2 separate regions of the Oryzias latipes genome follow, and region 2 is linked to region 1. A link is a contact called in public Hi-C data. All regions are on one chromosome and are shown on one strand. Each heading gives the region's core, a stretch centred on a gene start, on an enhancer-like site or on the middle of the called end of the contact. The rest is flanking DNA. Distances are from core to core; before and after follow the strand shown.

The links. A called contact is a pair of places that touch in the nucleus more often than the background predicts.
Region 2: a contact with region 1 is called in a Hi-C map of gastrula embryo, with 1.9 times the contacts expected there. The contact joins the promoter of LOC101172235 here to the enhancer-like site in region 1. A contact is called at or near these places in 2 of 5 Hi-C or Micro-C datasets (embryo and gastrula embryo).

The regions. Positions count from the first base shown.
Region 1 is chr4:14,698,854-14,701,936 of ASM223467v1, forward strand. All of the region lies in intron 4 of LOC101169436 (occludin), which reads right to left. Among protein-coding and RNA genes, the nearest start is that of LOC101169436, 13 kb to the right of the region's middle. Within about 2 kb of position 1,813, at least 4 of the 8 cell types and tissues checked have an H3K27ac peak or open chromatin away from gene starts, as enhancers often do. A contact at or near this core is called in gastrula embryo, where this site is marked.
Region 2 is chr4:14,749,468-14,752,675 of ASM223467v1, forward strand. It overlaps LOC101172235 (casein kinase I), which reads right to left and starts at 1,562. Exons shown (of 11, transcript XM_023954289.1): 1 at 1,414-1,562. It overlaps LOC101169682 (diencephalon/mesencephalon homeobox protein 1-B-like), which reads right to left. Exons shown (of 5, transcript XM_011474058.3): 4 at 2,926-2,984; 5 at 1,834-2,783. The coding sequence ends at 2,708.

The DNA of each region.
Region 1 (3,083 bases), core at 563-3,062:
AAAATGACAATTATAAAAATACAACAATAAATAAAAACAAAATCAATTGTGTTTTAAACGGTCATAATGATGCCATAATTCAAATGACAATGCATTTTGCAATTTATAGTTCAATAAATAATTTGACCATTCATTTTGAAAATGCAACATTGCAATTTACTATTCATTTTTTTTTAAAATTACATTTCAAGACGTTTTGCTTTATATTTATTTTAAAGTAACGTGAAATCTACTGCATTGTAAAGTACCATGCTGTTTCTGTGTCAAATTCAAATGAAATTGCAAGACAGCGTCCCCTCAGTGTAATGCATTTTCATTTGCATAGCATCGAGCTTTTTGTGTCAAAATAGAAATTGAAATGCAAACTGTCAGACTCTCATAAGGGCGAGGCCTACCGCCTCCCTTAATTTGCTAAAACCCACCTGTAACTTCCTACTTGAAATCTGACTTTGGAACATCCTAACGCAGAGGATGGAAGAGCTTTCCTCCTCTCAGTTCCAGACACGTCTGTTGTAGAAACATGTTTCCTGTCTCCCATGCATCACATCACGAGGATGCAGAAAAAAACAATGACAATTTAAAATGCAATTGATTTCATTTTAGTTTTAGTAGTTTATTTTTTACACTGTCACATTCAATTCTAAAACATTCTAAATTGTAAAATGAATTTTCATCTTCCCATACTAAATTGCATATTGAGTTGTCAATTAAAAAATGCATGATCAAATTGCTAATTACAGATTCAATTGAGAATTGCATATGACCTTGAATTATGACTCAAAAAAACGTCCAGAATTTATGTTTTAAATATTTAAATTAAATATCAAAAGTAATACATTTACTGCAGGAGCAGAAAACAGAAACATTCTCATTTCCAAGGAATAAATGTTAGTGAAGCTTTGGCACAATTTCCAAGAAATCTGGGTCATTGTTACTTCCCTCTGCATGCCACTCATTGTTATGCCATCATTCTGAGTCAGTACCTAAATTGCCCTACTTTTCCCATCTGCCAATCCATGTCATATTTTTGCCTTTAAGTTTATGGATGGCTGTCTCTGCATTCTAGTCGGCTCGCCAGCCCTGTTCTCCACCTGGAGCAGTGTTTTGCCATCATCTGGCCCCCATCAGCATCTAGATTCTGGTGTTTGTGTATCTATGGTCCAAGCTTATCCCACGCATCCAAGACGTCATTAGCCTAGAGCCTAACCGACAAAGACTTATGGACTTCTTTTTTCTGTACATATTTCTGTATCACATATAAATCATTGCTCAGATTCCTAAGACTGGTCTTCTCTGATCTCCCTTTTACATCGTTGGTATCATAAAAAGCCAAATAAAGTCGGGTGACATGTCGGGTCAACTGCAACTGTAAGTAGGTTAGTCTACCTGCTTTTTGCTATTTATCTGAACCTAGTCTTTACTGTTAAAGGTAAGAATTTTTGGTTGAAAATGACAGAATTTGTACTTTCTGTTTCAGGAATGATCACCAAAATCTGAATCACTTGGACTAAAAAAACTATTAACTATCCTCTTTACTATTTCTTCTTGGTTGGATGTATCATTACTATCAAATAAATGAATTACAAGTTAAATCCCTTTATTTACATGTAACATTCTTTTGAGGACACAATTGTTTGTTTTTTTACTGACCATCAATTGACTGTTGTGCACTTTCAAACCGCTGTTTTAATCCATGGAGGTTTTCTCTCTCTCTAGCTGTGGAACATTTCAGTACACAGACAGACCCTCTGGAATCCGCTCTGGTGATATCACCCACTAGAGACAATGCCTCCCCCACCCCACCCTGGCCAAGCTCAATGAAGGCCGTTTGTGAGGTCATCCGAGCCACCCGAGCCTTGCTGTACTCCTGAACAGAGGCATGTCCCATGTCAGGCCAACCCAGCATAACACTGTCATTATGAGGCAAAACAAAGCCATAAAAAGCAAAAAATTCCCTTTCACAACTTTTTTAATAATTACAAAATCAATCTATGCTAGATTCAAAAATGGGATAAATTGTACCATAGTGAGAAAATAATCAAACAACTTTTATTGAGTTAAAGTTTGTGAAGAAAAAAAAAGGTAATTGCTCCTTTGTAAGGTTACCAATCTATTTTTTGGCCCTGTGCAGAGACTCAAAATCCCCTCAGGTGACACTCTGTCACAAAGTTTAAGCCTGGATTGTAAAATGGGGAAATTGGAGCTTCTTTCCATCTTTTTCTTCAACTGCTGTGGCTGTGGCAACTGCTGTGGCTAACTGAGGCCTCTAAAGTCAAAGATTTCTTCTTTTGATCTTTATAGGGGTTTTCTAGTTTTTCTCACATTGATTGAAATCAAACGACAAGTGCTTGAGCAGGATCCCTGCAGATGCTAACGTTATTACAAACCTGAATGTTTCACAGGAGCAATCCCCTTGAAAGGATAGCTCTACATTCCCACTGGCAGGATCCTATGATTACAATTAAGTCATTTTTTTATTTCAAGTCAATAAAGGAAAATAAATAATGCTTAAAAATAAAGTTTGGCCTCAATTTTAAAAGGAGTGTATACAAATATACACCTTGATTGTCTAAAGAGTAGAAACCCAAACAGTGTTTATCAATAAAATCTGTCCAGCATAAGAGGCTCTCCGCTTTGAAATGTCTGTCCAGCTACTGGACGGAACAAACTTCACATTGGTCCAACATTGGTTTCATATGTAGTACAACAAGCTTTGCTTAAACGTGTGAGAATTGGGGAAAATTGTGTGGGGCTGCACACTGAATATGTGTATGGCTACTTCTTTTGTTCATCAATATCTTCTAAAAAAAAGTTCTTTCTCCAAATGTTTGTTTTTCTCTTCATTGAGCTAACTAACTAGCAGCCATTTACACCCTTACTAAAAGTCTGGCATAAATTGTTTTTATGTTTCTCAGGAATGGACTGCTCCAGGAAAGTCTTACGAGAACTTCACCGGACGTGTGCACTTGAGCTTCTCAAACGACCAGAACAAATAACAAAAAGACAAACATTGTTCCTGTTGTTGCAGGCAAGCATGAAACATCAAATATCTTGCATTTCATAAAACCCAAAACCAGCCTTGA
Region 2 (3,208 bases), core at 312-2,811, 50 kb after region 1:
TTGGCCAAAAATAAAGGAAAGGTGTTGCACTTCAATCCTTCAAATAATAGTTCTTAATATTTCACAATAAAATCCATCACCGTAAGTAATTTTGAACTTGATGACACAGTAACCTTTTGGAGACTTAAACTCAGAATCCTCTTGTTTCATACACTTCAGGAGGCCATCCATTTATATCTTTTGGTGTTGAAATTATTTAATCAGTAAAAAAATATATCATAAATAAACAAACAAATCTCTAAGCGTCAACTAGTAATCACTAAACTTAAAAAAACCATCTTCGTATGTTGGTTTCCTAACATTGTATAATAAATAAAGCTACATAAAAATCACCAAACACCTCTACACCAAGATGGGAAATCCAGTTGAGAATTCCCACAAGTAGCCAGGCTATCGTTAAGTGTCTCTTTTCTGAAGAACAAATGGCATCCTTTATGAATTTACGCTCCTGAAAGCTACATGCTAACTAAATCTACTGAATTGTACCTAACAGCTGTCATTAGGCGTTAGTTTCGAGTCGTTTCAAGCATTCAGATCGTCCAATTTGCACCACAGTTCTTACTTTTTAAATTTTGATTCTTAATATACATTTTTAAAATACAAACCAACATTACTACTTGTGATATATTGTTAAGAGGCTCTTCTAAAAACTGGCGTTACGAGCGCACAAGGCCAGACAGTTTAAAGCTATCTACTAGCTAGCTTGATATCGATTAGTGCCTGCTAATTTATTTCCCAGAAACTGAAATCTCACACGCCTAATTTGAATACTGTTGTCTACCAAGGTACTATTACTTTGCATTTTAAGTGGAAATGTCTTCGTCGAACTAAGCTAACATTGCTAGCACCAACACAATCTTCTTTGGCCCAACGCCTACTAAAAAAAAAATAGAACTGCTACTAGCCGTCTATCGTTAGCCAAGCTCCCATCAAATTAAAAAAAAAATTAAAAAAAATAAACACATATTATCTTGACTGTTAGCTTATACAATTACATTAGGTAATTGAAAGCGTTAAGTCACATACATACATCATTTTACTCACGTCCATACATATCCATTAGCTAGTTCGTAAATGCTTAATAACTGAAAAATTAAAAGGTCTCGACTCATCGAACACGTTCCAAATCCTTTTCATTTATACAATGTCTGGATTATAGAGAGTTGATTACCTAAAAAATGTTGTTGGTCAGATCTTTGGATGGGCTCAAGCCGGACCACTGCCGGGCAACTCCTTAATCCGAGCAACCGATAGCACACGAGCGGCTAGTCTGGATATCCTACCGCTTTGCTCTCTAAGATAGCCTTTAGCAAACTAGCAACATCACCAGCAACATTTAAATACACAGCCCCGGCGAGTCGTCAAAAACACCCGTTCTTGAAGAATGATGACCGTCAAAGTACGACGTTTTACCTTAACATATCATATTTCAAAACTCGTTTGAAGTCATGGTTCTTCCTTCGTTGGTTTCTTTCCCCCGTTTGGCTTCTCTTGTGCTCAAGTTGCTATGATTTCCCACTGTGGTTCTCTTTAAGCCTCCTTTGCTACGCAGCGTCATTCTCATTCACATAGGAGTTAACCTCACGTACGCAAATAAAATCGACGTAAGCGGTTTGGTGAATACAACCAAACATCAGGCGCACGTAGCATCCAGGAAGCTGCTCTAAACTGGTTGAGTTTGGTTGACAAGTATCCCCCCCCCCCCTTTTTTTTTTTTAAATAAGTTATGCTTTTATAAAGATATATTAAACATATTTGTTTGGTTTAATTATTTATTATTTCAAACACGGTTTAAATACATTTTCTTTTAATAACACTTTATTCTGATCTGGTCACTCCTTGAACAGGCAGACGTTTAATGTGTTTTCATTAATTAAAAATGTACACAATAGAACAGGAGGCAAAAGGAGATAATTGTTGTTTTTTAAATTACAAAAAGGAGATCTAACAATGTTGTGCTTATATTATAATTTTTCTACTGTTCAAAAAAAGATTTCTTTTAAAGCAGGCAGAAATAAAGCATTGAGAGCCTTATCCTACTGTGGTATTTCTTAAAAAACTTTATTAAACAAAGACAATTGAGTTTTCAAAAAAAGGTGCAAATAATTTTATTTCACATTTTATGCCATAGTGCTCATAGTGTTGCTATGGTACACAAGTCGAATCTGTGGATGCTGATCCTTACAGACAAAAGTTTTGATACTCCTAAGGCATATTAATGCCTAATTGACTTAAAAAGTATTTGGTCATTCATTTCTTCTGTATTTTTTTTGGATGTAAGAATCTGTTCTCCACACAGACTGATTTCACAGACTGATTTAGCACAAAAGGAGCATCTCATTTGAGGATGGCACACAGTTTTAGCATGCAGCCTAAAGGGACTACAGTTTCTTGTAACTGAATGTAGATCCTGCCAAGAGAGAGCTGTGCTGTTGGATGGTGGGCCAAAATAATGGGGGAAAGACAACATCAGGAAACAGAGCAGGATGATGAGGCGGCTGACTGTAGTGGACCCCTGACACAAAGGGGACATGTGGAGGAGAGTGAAGTTGCAGGGAAAATTGAGAGGTATCAGAGTCCAAATCCTTGGTTTCATCCAAACCATTTGGAAGTGGGTTGTTACTCCCAGCCTGTGACATTGCGGTGTCTTTTTCCTCTTCAATCCTCTCTTTCTTCTGACCCATTTTCCTGTTATGTTGATTTTCATCTAGATTTTGGTCTCTTGTGCTGGTGGAGCATCTCTGACCTTTACGAAACTTTGCCCTCCTGTTTTTGAACCAAACCTAGATGAGGATGCACAGAAAATAGAAGAATATTTTAAAGTATTTTATTCAACACTCATCAAAAAACAAAAGCATGAATAAATATTTTAAGGCTAATAGGAAAAAAATAAAGTACAAAGTGAATGGATTTTATGTATCTTACTGTGTTATCCAGATTACAGTATAACTGTTATATAATGCTGGGCTGTAACCCCATAAATTCTGCAAGATAAAATTATAAAAATGGAAGAAGAACTGCGTCAATAACACTGACTGTAAAGATATGAAAATATTTGGGGGGAATGGCATTAGTTATCATTTCAAAATATACTGAAAATAGCCATGTAGACTCTTTCTATTCTAATGTTTTTAATGTTTTTTTTAGATTTCTGTTTTGTTTCAGTCATCAAAATACATTGCTAAATTAATGTTAAAAAATATCTAAC